Linked DNA regions of Mus musculus: regions 1 and 2 are each linked to region 3. Evidence: chromatin contacts called from public ChIA-PET and HiChIP or PLAC-seq data. All regions are on one chromosome and are shown on one strand. The core of a region is the stretch at or near the end of the contact, and the rest is flanking DNA. Distances in the headings are between cores, read along the strand shown. Region 1 has its middle 23 kb from the start of Pomgnt2. Region 2 has its middle 30 kb from the start of Sec22c. Region 3 holds the start of Higd1a (HIG1 domain family, member 1A).

What was found. ChIA-PET counts read pairs in DNA pulled down with a chosen protein or histone mark. HiChIP or PLAC-seq counts read pairs in DNA pulled down with a chosen protein or histone mark.
Region 1: an H3K27ac HiChIP or PLAC-seq map of embryonic stem cells shows a contact between it and region 3, with 2.2 times the contacts expected there. The contact joins the enhancer-like site here to the promoter of Higd1a in region 3. A contact is called at or near these places in 12 of 39 promoter capture datasets (the 3T3-L1 cell line, 3T3-L1-derived adipocytes, the C10 cell line and 7 more), 3 of 15 datasets of contacts at CTCF or cohesin (the G1E-ER4 cell line, large pre-B cells and pro-B cells), 10 of 484 Hi-C or Micro-C datasets (the 3T3-L1 cell line, the C10 cell line, the N1E-115 cell line and 5 more), 9 of 115 datasets of contacts at active chromatin or transcription factors (the 230-238 cell line, T-cell acute lymphoblastic leukemia, embryonic stem cells and 3 more) and 1 of 9 other capture datasets (embryonic stem cells).
Region 2: an RNA polymerase II ChIA-PET map of effector CD8 T cells shows a contact between it and region 3, with 29 read pairs. The contact joins the enhancer-like site here to the promoter of Higd1a in region 3. A contact is called at or near these places in 2 of 39 promoter capture datasets (the C10 cell line and pre-B cells), 2 of 484 Hi-C or Micro-C datasets (CD4 T cells and regulatory T cells), 3 of 115 datasets of contacts at active chromatin or transcription factors (effector CD8 T cells, pro-B cells and thymic regulatory T cells) and 3 of 9 other capture datasets (adipose tissue, liver and pancreatic islet).

What each region holds. Positions count from the first base shown.
Region 1 is chr9:122,017,024-122,020,317 of GRCm38.p6, forward strand. No RefSeq gene overlaps it. Among named protein-coding and RNA genes, the nearest start is that of Pomgnt2, 23 kb to the left of the region's middle. Within about 2 kb of position 1,853, at least 82 of the 459 cell types and tissues checked have an H3K27ac peak or open chromatin away from gene starts, as enhancers often do. A contact at or near this core is called in 3T3-L1-derived adipocytes, the N1E-115 cell line and neural stem cells, where this site is marked.
Region 2 is chr9:121,673,582-121,677,165 of GRCm38.p6, forward strand. No RefSeq gene overlaps it. Among named protein-coding and RNA genes, the nearest start is that of Sec22c, 30 kb to the right of the region's middle. Within about 2 kb of position 1,595, at least 84 of the 459 cell types and tissues checked have an H3K27ac peak or open chromatin away from gene starts, as enhancers often do. A contact at or near this core is called in effector CD8 T cells, pre-B cells, pro-B cells and 2 more, where this site is marked.
Region 3 is chr9:121,855,478-121,859,055 of GRCm38.p6, forward strand. Higd1a (HIG1 domain family, member 1A) reads right to left here and starts at 2,319. Exons shown (of 4, transcript NM_019814.5): 1 at 2,035-2,319. It overlaps Gm47112 (predicted gene, 47112), which reads left to right and starts at 2,270. Exons shown (of 1, transcript NR_168944.1): 1 at 2,270-3,578.

The sequences.
Region 1 (3,294 bases), core at 603-3,102, 160 kb after region 3:
TTTCCAAGTTTAATTTTTTCCCCTCTCCTCACCAATTTACTTACTGTCATGGCCTGCCACTCCCTGTAAATGTCCAACAGATGCTAGAGAAGGTTTGGAAATAATTCAAGATTCTTTGGCCTTTGTTAGATAAAGTGTGTGTGTGTGTGTGTGTGTGTGTGTGTGTGTGTGTGTGTGTTTATAAAACCTGCTACTTAGAATGAGGAGTCACAGAACAGTGCCGTTCAGGAAACATAGGTTGACCCTGATCATGAAGTCCTTACAAAGGGATGGCACACACAGGACCAAAGGCACAGGAGTTGTGCCTCTGGGACTCTGCTTCCTTCTCTGCTTGTTTGAGGTTGCACGGGCTTTCTGCTTATTTGAGGTTGCACTAGTTAATTTTTGACAACTTGACACAAACTAGAGTCACCTGGGAAGAAGGAACTTTGTTGAGGAATTGCCTCCATCAAAGGCAGGTGCCTTTGGCTTGTCTGTGGGCAATTTCTTGATTGCTAGTTGGGGTGAGAGGGTCCAGCACAGTGGGCAGTGCCATCCCTATGCAGTTAGGTCTGGGCTGTGTGAAAAGCAGCCGAGAAATCCATAGAGAGCAAGCCAGTAAGCAATCATTTCTCCATGGGCCCTGCTTCAATTTCTTCCCTGGTCTGGTGGACTGGATATAACCTGTAAGGCAAACAAACCCTTTTCCCTCCTGTTTACTTTTTATCCATATTTTATCCCAGCAACAAAAAGCAAACTGGGACAGAAATTGGTATCAGAGAGTGGGGTATCGTCGTGATAGGCCATTTCAGAGCCTTGGGCTAGGGGAGGCCACTGAGAGCTCAAATCTTCATGAGCTTATGGAGGAAGTCAGTACACAGCATCCCCTGTGGTCTCCGCTTCAGGTCCTGCCCTGAGCGCCTGGCTTCCTGATGACACGTTAGCTGGGATTGTAAGATGGAATAAACATTTTTCTCTCCTTTTCAAGTTTCTTTCCAAAATCAAGTTGATTTTGGTCAGTGTTTTATAACAGCCACAGAAAGCAAACTAGGACATAAGCTTTCTGATTCTTTTACATGCTATGCTCTTCCATCACAAATAACAGCGTATTAAGATTCACGAAGGTAAGTCGGGAAAGAACCAATACCAGGCAAGAGCTGTGGGATGCTGGGTGCTTGACAAGAGGAGCTTAAGACGACCTCAGCAAAGTCAGCTGGATCCCTTCCCTGCCCAGAGCCCTTCTGTTGCTGTGTCCTCTGACCTTTGGGTGACATTACCAGCCTCCCCTCTAACCTCTAACCTCTAACCTCTAACCTCTAACCTCTAACCTCTAACCTCTAACCTCTAACCTCTAACCTCTGTTCTGAGTTTCACTCTCTGGGCTGCTTCTCAGCAAAGCATACTCTGGAAACTCCTCTTGTGGGGTTTTTATGGAAGGAGCCTACGCTGCTTCCAGAATTCCTCCAAGGACTCAGCCCCAGTTGCTCACAGTGGCTGTTCTTTTAATATCATGTCTCCCCTCTTCTTCCTTTTTTTCCCCTCCGGTTCCCTTCTTCTTTTCCTTCTCTCCTCTCCCCTCCCCTCCCCTCCCTTCCCTTCCCTTTTCTTCTTTTTCTCTCCCTCTCCTCCCCTTCCTTCTCTCCCTTCCTTCCCCCTTTCTCTTCCCTCCCCTCCCCTTCCCTTTCTCTCTTCCCCTTCCCCTTCTCCTCTCTTTCCCTCCCCTCCCTCCCCCTCCTCTCCCTTCCTTTCCCTTCCCTTCTTCATTTTTCCCAGGGAAAAACCTTGCAGGATTTTCTTTCCTGGGTCCATGATTGTCTAAACCTGACTGTGCACTATTGTAGTGAGAGGACACTTCCCTCTGGGTCCTGACAGGGGGCAGCATTTAGTTTCCTATCAGAACGAGTTGCATTCCTAGACTTGTATGTGATTCCAGCTCAAAATAAAGAAAAACATTGAAATGAGGGGTTTAATTCCCGAGAGGGACTGGAAGGCTGTGTCAGCGTTTCCATGGTGAGGGCTGTCTTCTGGGGATTTACCTTCCAGCTGTGAGAATCTGCTTTATGCTAGACTTTAAGCCTTTGGCTGCTTAAAGGCTCTATATTATTAAAGAGTCCACTTTTGACTAAGTTGAAACTGTGACTCTGTAAAGCCGACTCAGAATGTTCTCCCCTCTGCCCCTTGCCCCATTGGCTGCTGGCCACGCTCCTTGCCAAGCAGCGTGGAGACTTGGCAGAGGTGCGGCATCTGGCTCTCCTGCTGTGTGTGGTCTGAGAAGGGCTGCACTGAGGAAGAGAACCTTGGCTCTTTTGTACTGTTAAAATGACACCTCCATGGGTCCCACCCGAGTCTATCTGTAGGTGTTTCTCCATGCACAGTCACTCACTGACCCCAGGTCTTAGAATCACAGAGGAGAAGGGCAAGTGTCAGCCTGCGATGCCTCCGTGAGTATCAGAAGAAAGCCAGGTTGAGATGTTTTGTGTGAATTCCTTCTTGCAGCAAGAGCCGGTATAGTGCGAGGAAGAGAAAGGGGATCTGTCTCATCAACCAAAAGAGAGAGCAAAGCAGGCTCACTTTGAGCCGTCAGCGTCAAACACATCAAAGTCATCTCTGCTTGGTTTTAAATAAGAACACATTTGCAGACACTTTGGCATATCCTTTATTTTAAACAGAGTTACAGAGGTGGATGGAAGCCCCTCACGATAGAAGGAAGACGCTGAGAGCAGAGAGCCAACATCTGTGTTGGTGCGGAACCTGACTGGGTTCCGAGTGTCAGAAAGCACCATGGGGATTCATAACCATCTCAACTCAAGGTCTGGGGACCCATTGTCCTCTCCTGACCTGTGCGTGGACCAGGCATGACAGCAGCGCACATACATACACATGGGCAAAACACATACAAATTAAAATTTAATATAAAAATCTAATAACATTATTAGAAATAATATTTATAAAGTTACATGGGAAAACATTGATACAAACAAGGTTGGCCAAAAATTTATGATGAAGAAAAAGCTTTGACATCATCTGGGGATCTAAAAAGTCATGATTTGCAGAAAGGTGCCATGCCTCTGTATGTGAGTGTGTGTGTGTGTGTGTCTGTGTGTGTGTAAGAAAGAGAGAGAGAGAGAAAGAGTGTGTGTGTGAATGAATGTGTGTATGTGTATATGAGTGTGTATAAGAGTGTGAATGTGAGTGTGTGTATTTGTGTGTGAGTATGAGTGTGTCTGTGAGTGAGTGAGTAAGTGAGTGAGTGTATGTGTGTAAGCCATATGTTTCTATGAAACTTTTCACAAGCAAAAGGGGAAAGCTTAAGCA
Region 2 (3,584 bases), core at 345-2,844, 180 kb before region 3:
GGATCTAGTCCACCCATGGTCACCCCTGGGCCTGTGGGCCTAGGTTGTGTACAGAAGCTAGCTGAGCAGAGGCAGGAGCAAGCCAGTGACATCATTCCTCCATGGTCTCTGTTTCAGTTCCTGCCTCCGATTCCCTCAGTGATACATTTTAAAGTGTTGATTTGATTTGGGTAAAGTGTTTTGTCACAACCACAGAAAGCAAACTAGGACAGACAAGCTTCCATAAAGCAAGTTGATTCATTTTTTAAATCTAGCTCGGTCTCCTTTTGTGGCTCTCTGGGGACATGTGTGGTCTTTGGCTGCCTTCACTTGAGTTGCTTGGTTTATGTGCCTTAGAGCTGAAGACACGGAGCCAGCCATGGCTCAGGGCGGGGACAGGCTTTGGGCATTTTATGCAGAATGAGAGGCAATGGTTGGGGGCAGGTCAGGGAACACTTCTAGACTTGTGGACGGCGCCCCCAACCCCAGAAAATCCCTTCCAATTTCCCTGTTGCTCATCTATTAAACTAGTAGCAAGAAAGCTCTGTGACCAGCCAGAGCCTGCCAGTGGCCACCATACAGCAGCAAGAACTGTCTTCCCCTTCCTGGGGCCATCCAGTCATCGCCAAAGCTTCTCTCTAGGAGAATCCAGGATGCAGAATCTGGGAGGCGTTCCTGGAGCCTTCCAGACCTGACCGCACACAGGACCACAGAGGGGTCTGGAGAAAAGGCAGGATGCCGCAGTGTGGTGGCTTTACAGTACACATACTCCACAGGGAAGTGAGGAAGGTCTATGGCCAGGAAGCAGGAGCGAAGGTTGGAAGTGGAGAAAGACTAACGGAGCCGGCCACCCATAGAGCGACTGGGATTCTGAGGAGCTGGCAGAGCATGCCTGAGGGGCAGAAAAGAAGTGTCAGCCATGACTGTCTTTGCCGTTGCCCAAGGTTCGATTAATTACTCCACTGTTGCTGCAGTAAAACAGATGACCAAAGTAACTTAACGAGGGAGAGAGCCTGGCTTGATGTTTTAGAAGGGAGGAGAGGAGGCTGGAGAGACAGACAGCTCAGCAGTTAAGAACACTTGCTCAGAAGAGGTCCTGCGTTCAGTCCCCAGCACTCACACAGGCTGCTCACAGCTGCCTGTAAGTCCAGTTCTAAGGAGATTTGATGCCCTTTTCTGGTCTCCGCAGGTATCTACGCACACGTGGGATTCACTTAGACACACATATACATAACTAAATCACGTAAAAATATTTTTAAGGGGCTGGAGAGATGGCTCAGAGGTTAAGAGCACTGACTGCTCTTCCAGAGGTCCTGAGTTCAATCCCCAGCAACCACATGGTGGCTCACAACCATCTGAAATGGGATCCAATGTCCTCTTCTGGTGTGTCTGAAGACAGCAACAGTGTACTCATATAAATAAAAATAAATAAATCTTTTAAAAAATATATTTTTAAAATAAGAAATAGAGTTTATCACATCCGGGAAGGCATGAGGACTGGAGCGGGAGGCAGTTGGTTGTTAATCACGAGGAAGCAAAGAGATGACAGGAAGTGGTGCAAGGTTTCAACCCACAAGTGTCACCCCCTGTGACCCACTTCCTCCCAAGAGGCCCTACTTCTTAAACACCTTCCAAACAGTGTCATCAGCTGGGGACAAAGTGCTCAAATGCACAAGGCTCTGGAGGACAGTTCATGGTCAAGCGAGCACCGCCTGCACAAGAGGCTGGCGGGTCCCTCCTGGCGCCTGATGCTCTCCACATGGCATTGCTGTGGAAACTGAAGGAAGAGGTGGGTAGGTGGACACGAGGCAGAGCCCGTTGAGGTGTCTGTCTAAACAGAAAAGAACCTGGCACTGAGTAAGGGGTCTTTGAGGGCATTCACCAGCCTTTGTATACAAGATTGTGGCCGTAAGCAGGGCAGTGGTGGCGCACGCCTTTAATCCCAGCCCCTGGGAGGCAGAGGCAGGCGGATTTCTGAGTTCGAGGCCAGCCTGGTCTACATACAGAGTGAGTTCCAGGACAGCCAGGGCTACACAGAGAAACCCTGTCTCAAAAAAAAAAAAAAAAAAAAGCAACCCCCCCCCCAAATTGTGGCCATTAATCACAGCCTGTTCTTTTGACAGGCTCTGGCTGAGCCACCTCCTCTGGGGAACTCCAGTTCCCCTCAGTCTCGGCCTTGCCTCTTTCTATAACCAGGTGTGAGCTGTTTTACCACAGCTTCTAGAGTGGACCCCACCATGCACCAGGTAGCTCCTGCATGAACCTACAAGACCCAGTTTGCTCATGCGCTGTGGCTGTCTGGAGGCTCCAGGCCTCTGGGGCTCCTCTGGGGCTCCTCTGGGGGCTGATGGGCCAGATGATGTTCATGGAGCCAGGCTTTTCCTCCTTTTCTCTCTTTTTAAGGGGACGGGGGGTGGGGATCAGAAAGATCTTATGTAACCCAGGCTGGCCTTGAACTCACTACGTATGAGGTCGACCTTGAACCTCCTGCTTCTATCTCCAGGGTGCTAACTAATATAACAGGTGTGCACCACCACGCCCTGTGTATGCTGTGGTGGGAATCAAACTCAGGGCTTCAGGCATGCTAGGCAAACATGTCTACCAACTGAGCTGCCTCCTCCCACCATTTACAAAATCTTAATATGAACTTTTTGGAAAGGGGATCTGACTAGGCAGCCAAGGTTAGCCTTGACCTTGAATCATCATGCCCAGCTTCCCAAGAGCTAGGCTTTCTGTGGTGCACCAAACTTACCTTCACTCAAATCCTCTTCTATTCAATCTGTAGCTTCCTTTGTCCCTGGAGGCTGCTGGGCTGGAGGAGGGGCTCTTGTTTTGATGGGGAGCGGGGGATGGGGTGGGGAGGGGGCAATACTCCTCTTTATTGGTTTTCAGTTCCCCCCTCAAGATGTTCCAGGTCATGAGACAGGGTGGCCTGTGTCGGAGTTCCCTCTTTCCTTCCCGGCAGTTCTGCACCATCTTTTCCCCACGTCTTCTGGAGATAGAAGTCCCCCTTCCTACCTTTCCCTGGGGACAGAAAAGGGCAGTGGCTTTCAAGATTGAGGATTTAGAATCCCAGCTCTGACTCTGTCATGCCATGCTTTCACATACATTCAGCAGCGTCATGGTGTTAGGGGACATCGTTCATGATGACAGTGAAGTCAGGGAAGGATGCATGCGATGCAGCTGGTGACATGCGTAGAGATGGATGCTGGTGCCCAGCTTGCTTTCTCCTCTTTACTCAGCCTGAGACCCCAGCCCATGGGATGGAGGAATCCACACTCAAAGGACTTGCGTGGGCTTTCCATTCTCAGTTAATCCTGTCTGGAAACGTCCTCACAGATCTACCCAAAGGCGTGTAACTACAAACACGGTCATGGCCATGAAGGATAGCCATCACTCTGGCTCACACTCACTCACCATCACACTGGCTCACACTCGCTCACCATCACACTGGCTCACACTCACTCACCATCACACTGGCTCACACTCGCCATTACACTTGCTCACACTCACCATCACACTGGCTCACACTCACTCACCATCACACTGGCTCACACTCACCCTGTGCAAAGTGGCTGGTGCTGAGGATGAGGGTGAGAGACTAT
Region 3 (3,578 bases), core at 1,069-3,568:
AGAGTGGTGATATGTGCCTATAATTTCAGCCCTCAAGAGGGGAGAGGATCAGGAGTGCAAAGCTAGCCTAGGCTGCAAAGCAACACTCTGTCTCAAGACAACAACAAAAATAATGAAATCAAATTTACAAAAGACGCCCATCAGGCATGACAGGGCAGATGTCAGGCAAGAAGCTGAAGATGAGTCTGGAGCACAAAGAAAGCCACATGGATAGAACTGTAATTATATGACCCAGTGGATAAGGCATTTACTCCAATGCAAAGGTACGAATTTGTACCAATTATATATGCATTTGGCTACCAGAAAGGGCTACAAAAAGATGAGGAAACTGAAGAGTGTGCTGTGGTGGAAATTGCATGTAATGTCAGTATCAGACTACGGGAAGCAGGAGATCTCAAGTTTGAAGCTAGCCTGGGCTACACAGCAAAACCATGCTGGAAGAGGAGGAGGAAGAAGAAGAGAAGGAAGAGGTGGTAGTGGTGGTAGTATTTATGAAATATAGCCACTTAGGTGAAAAGGAAAGGACATGCTTTAAAACTCACGGTCAATAAGCTCAAATCATAACTTAAGTGTAAGAAATTAAGTAAGAGATGATGATCAATATCCTTATTTTACAGGTGGATAAATGAGTTTGAATTATATGACCATAATATAAGGGTCATGTGGATTGTTCCACACCAGGAATATATTTCTGGAAGGTAGGATTACAATCTGACTCCCCACATACAGTCCACAGTTTTGTTTGACAATTTATTTATTGTTAAATGAACATTTTTATGTTACAGGTGTAAATCTGAACTGAAAATATAAAAATTCATACTGTCTTTGAACTGTAAAAACTGTGTACATTACACCTATAGTTAAATGGGCTATTCTCTCTTCAGTTAAATTATCTAACAATTTCAATTCCAAGTTAAAAAGATTTTTTCCCACTAGATTTTTTTTTATTATCTCACTCACCCAATGACTGACCTATATCTGTCAGAAAGTAGAACATATTTTTATTTTTAAGTCAGCAATAACCAGATATTCAAACTTAGTTTGCTGAGCACATTATTCTGTAAGGCCAGGCATAACTACTGACACACTTTTCCAAAGGCATGGCAACCTAGAAGAGGTAAATAAGAAAATGGTTGGGCATCAGGTGATATAACAGCTGAAGACTCTTCCCAGCATGTCCCTTTGGTCCTAAGAACTATTACCTAAAATAGTAAATTTTAAATTCTGATTTTGCCTAAGTTACCTGTCAGCTTGTGCAAAATGGCTTCTCTGAGATTGTGATTCAAACGGCCAGGGGCACAACACTAGGATTTGTATCTTAAGAAGCCCTTTCAAGTTATACTGTGCAGAGAAGACCTTCTAGCACATTCCAGGAGCACCGAGAACCTTTTGAACCTGTCAAGAATTTGCATCCAAACTGTCAATTTGCAGGGGGCCTCAGTAGTCCGGGAAGCAGATTCCCGGGTAGGGATCACCCCCTCAAAGAGAGGACTGCTTTCCACCCCAGGAATAAACGAGGGAAGCAGAGAACAGAATCGAGTCACCCGGACGGCTGGCACACCTGAACCTTAGTCGTGCTTTTGTGATCTCTGCACCCCGTTCCCTTGTCAGGGGCATTCGCATTCCGCCACAGCCTTCCCTCCTCCATCCGGTGACACAGGGTCACGTAAGGTCTGCGCAAACCCCGGGTGGCGCCCGGGAAGGCCAGGCCGAGGTGCCCGAGCGCTGCGCCCTGCCTCACCTCCCACCTTCTTGTGACCTTGTCCAGACTCCTAGACCCGTGCGATCGCGCTCCCTCTCCCTCTCCTCCCACTGCTCCCGGGATCCCCGAAGCTGGCACCAGCCCGGTCCCCGTTTGCCATCGTTGCCTCCTCCGCGACTCTCGTTCCCTCGGCCACGATCCGCTCCAGAAGCTCCGGCCTCCTTCCTCCGGCTCCACATGCACTGGCCGACGGGGACCCCAAGTCCTCCGCCCACCCGAGGGACCCCCCGCCCCGCAGCCCTCGCCTCCCGCCCGGCTCCCGCTTCACTCACCGAGACGCGGGGTCCCTTCCAGTCCTGCCGGTTTCTGGCCGCCACCCGAGTGCGAGAACACCGGCTTCGCCTGCTGCGGCCACTGCTCGCCCCAGCCAATCAGAAGCCAGCAGCCGGCGAGGCCGGGCCAGAGACTCCCTTTACGTGCGAGGGGCGGTGGGCGTGGTCACTTGTAGCGCGGCGCCCATTGGCTGGGGGGCCGGCCCGGTTCGTGGCGGCGCGCGCTGTTCGTGTCAGACGTGAGGCCTGGGCGGCAGTGCTGGCGCGGTGCCGCCTGGCGGCCGCTGCCTCCCAACCCCAATTGCCTCGAGGTTCTCGCGACCGGTTCGCTGGGCTCCGCGAACGCCACGCACGCAGGCTAGACCGGCTTAGGTGAGCCGAGCGGCCCGCCCGAGCGGGAGCATGCGCCGTCGGGGCGCCTTTGGGTCCCTCCCCGGAGCTGGTGGTGGCCGGAGAGCAGTGACCTCACACATGCCTGGGGAGGAGTCTGATGGGGCAGGCAGCTTCCGGGGCGGGGCTTCGTGTGGGCTCCGGGGATGGCAGACACCGACAGCCCCACTATGGGACGTGTCTGTCCAAGACTCTCAGCGTAGCAGAACATGGCGGCCTCTGAGAGAGGTAGGCTACTGGTAGGTACTCAACTTTGAGTGACTTCAGGGAGAGGAACAATTGTCTCCTCACCCCGAATAGAGCACCAACCACGGACAAGAGAAAGGATTCCGTCTTGTCTACCCTGCCCACCCCTTGCCCCGCCAGAGGCAGCTCTGCAGAGGGCTTCTTCCCCCTTTGTGCACCGATTATATAAACTGGCAAGAGGAACCACAGTGAATCGGCTAACTTTCTAACTTCCCCATACCTCAATGTTTCTTTTCTTTGTAAACTAATTTTATTACATTTACTTGTGTGAACATTTGCTGAGGTCAGAGGACAACCTTCACCAGTCACCTCCTAATGTCTGGACCCTGGGGCTAGAACTCTGATTGTGGGATTTGGTGGCCTTTACCCAGTGAACCATCTTGTTGGGCCCTCAATACGTTTCTTGAATTTCCTGAAGGCTGGTGTAGTCTTATGAGCCACCTTCCAATAACTACATAACAGGTGTCATGACTGAATATTAAAATTTTGTATTACCATTTTATTTATTGTGGGGAGGGGCACATGTGCTATGGCAAATGTGTGGAGAGCAGAGGACAACATGAAGGGACCTGTTGTTTCCTTTGCCCACAGGTTCCAAGGATCAAACACAGGTTAAAAATTATTTGAGTTAAGTCATATGTAGGAAACATTCCATGTTATACATGATAAAACTCTATGCCTGTGGCTGGAGAGTTGTCCCAGTGATTTAAAGGCACTTGTTACTCTTCTTACAAGAGGATCCAGGTTCAGTTCCTGACACTCAACGTGAGGCTCCCAACCATCCCAACTCAGTGGAACTCAAACCCTCTTTTGACTGCTTCAGGCACCAGGCATGTATATATGATGCACATACATGTATACATGCAGGCAAGATACACATATTTTTAAAATAAAACTTTTATGGTGGT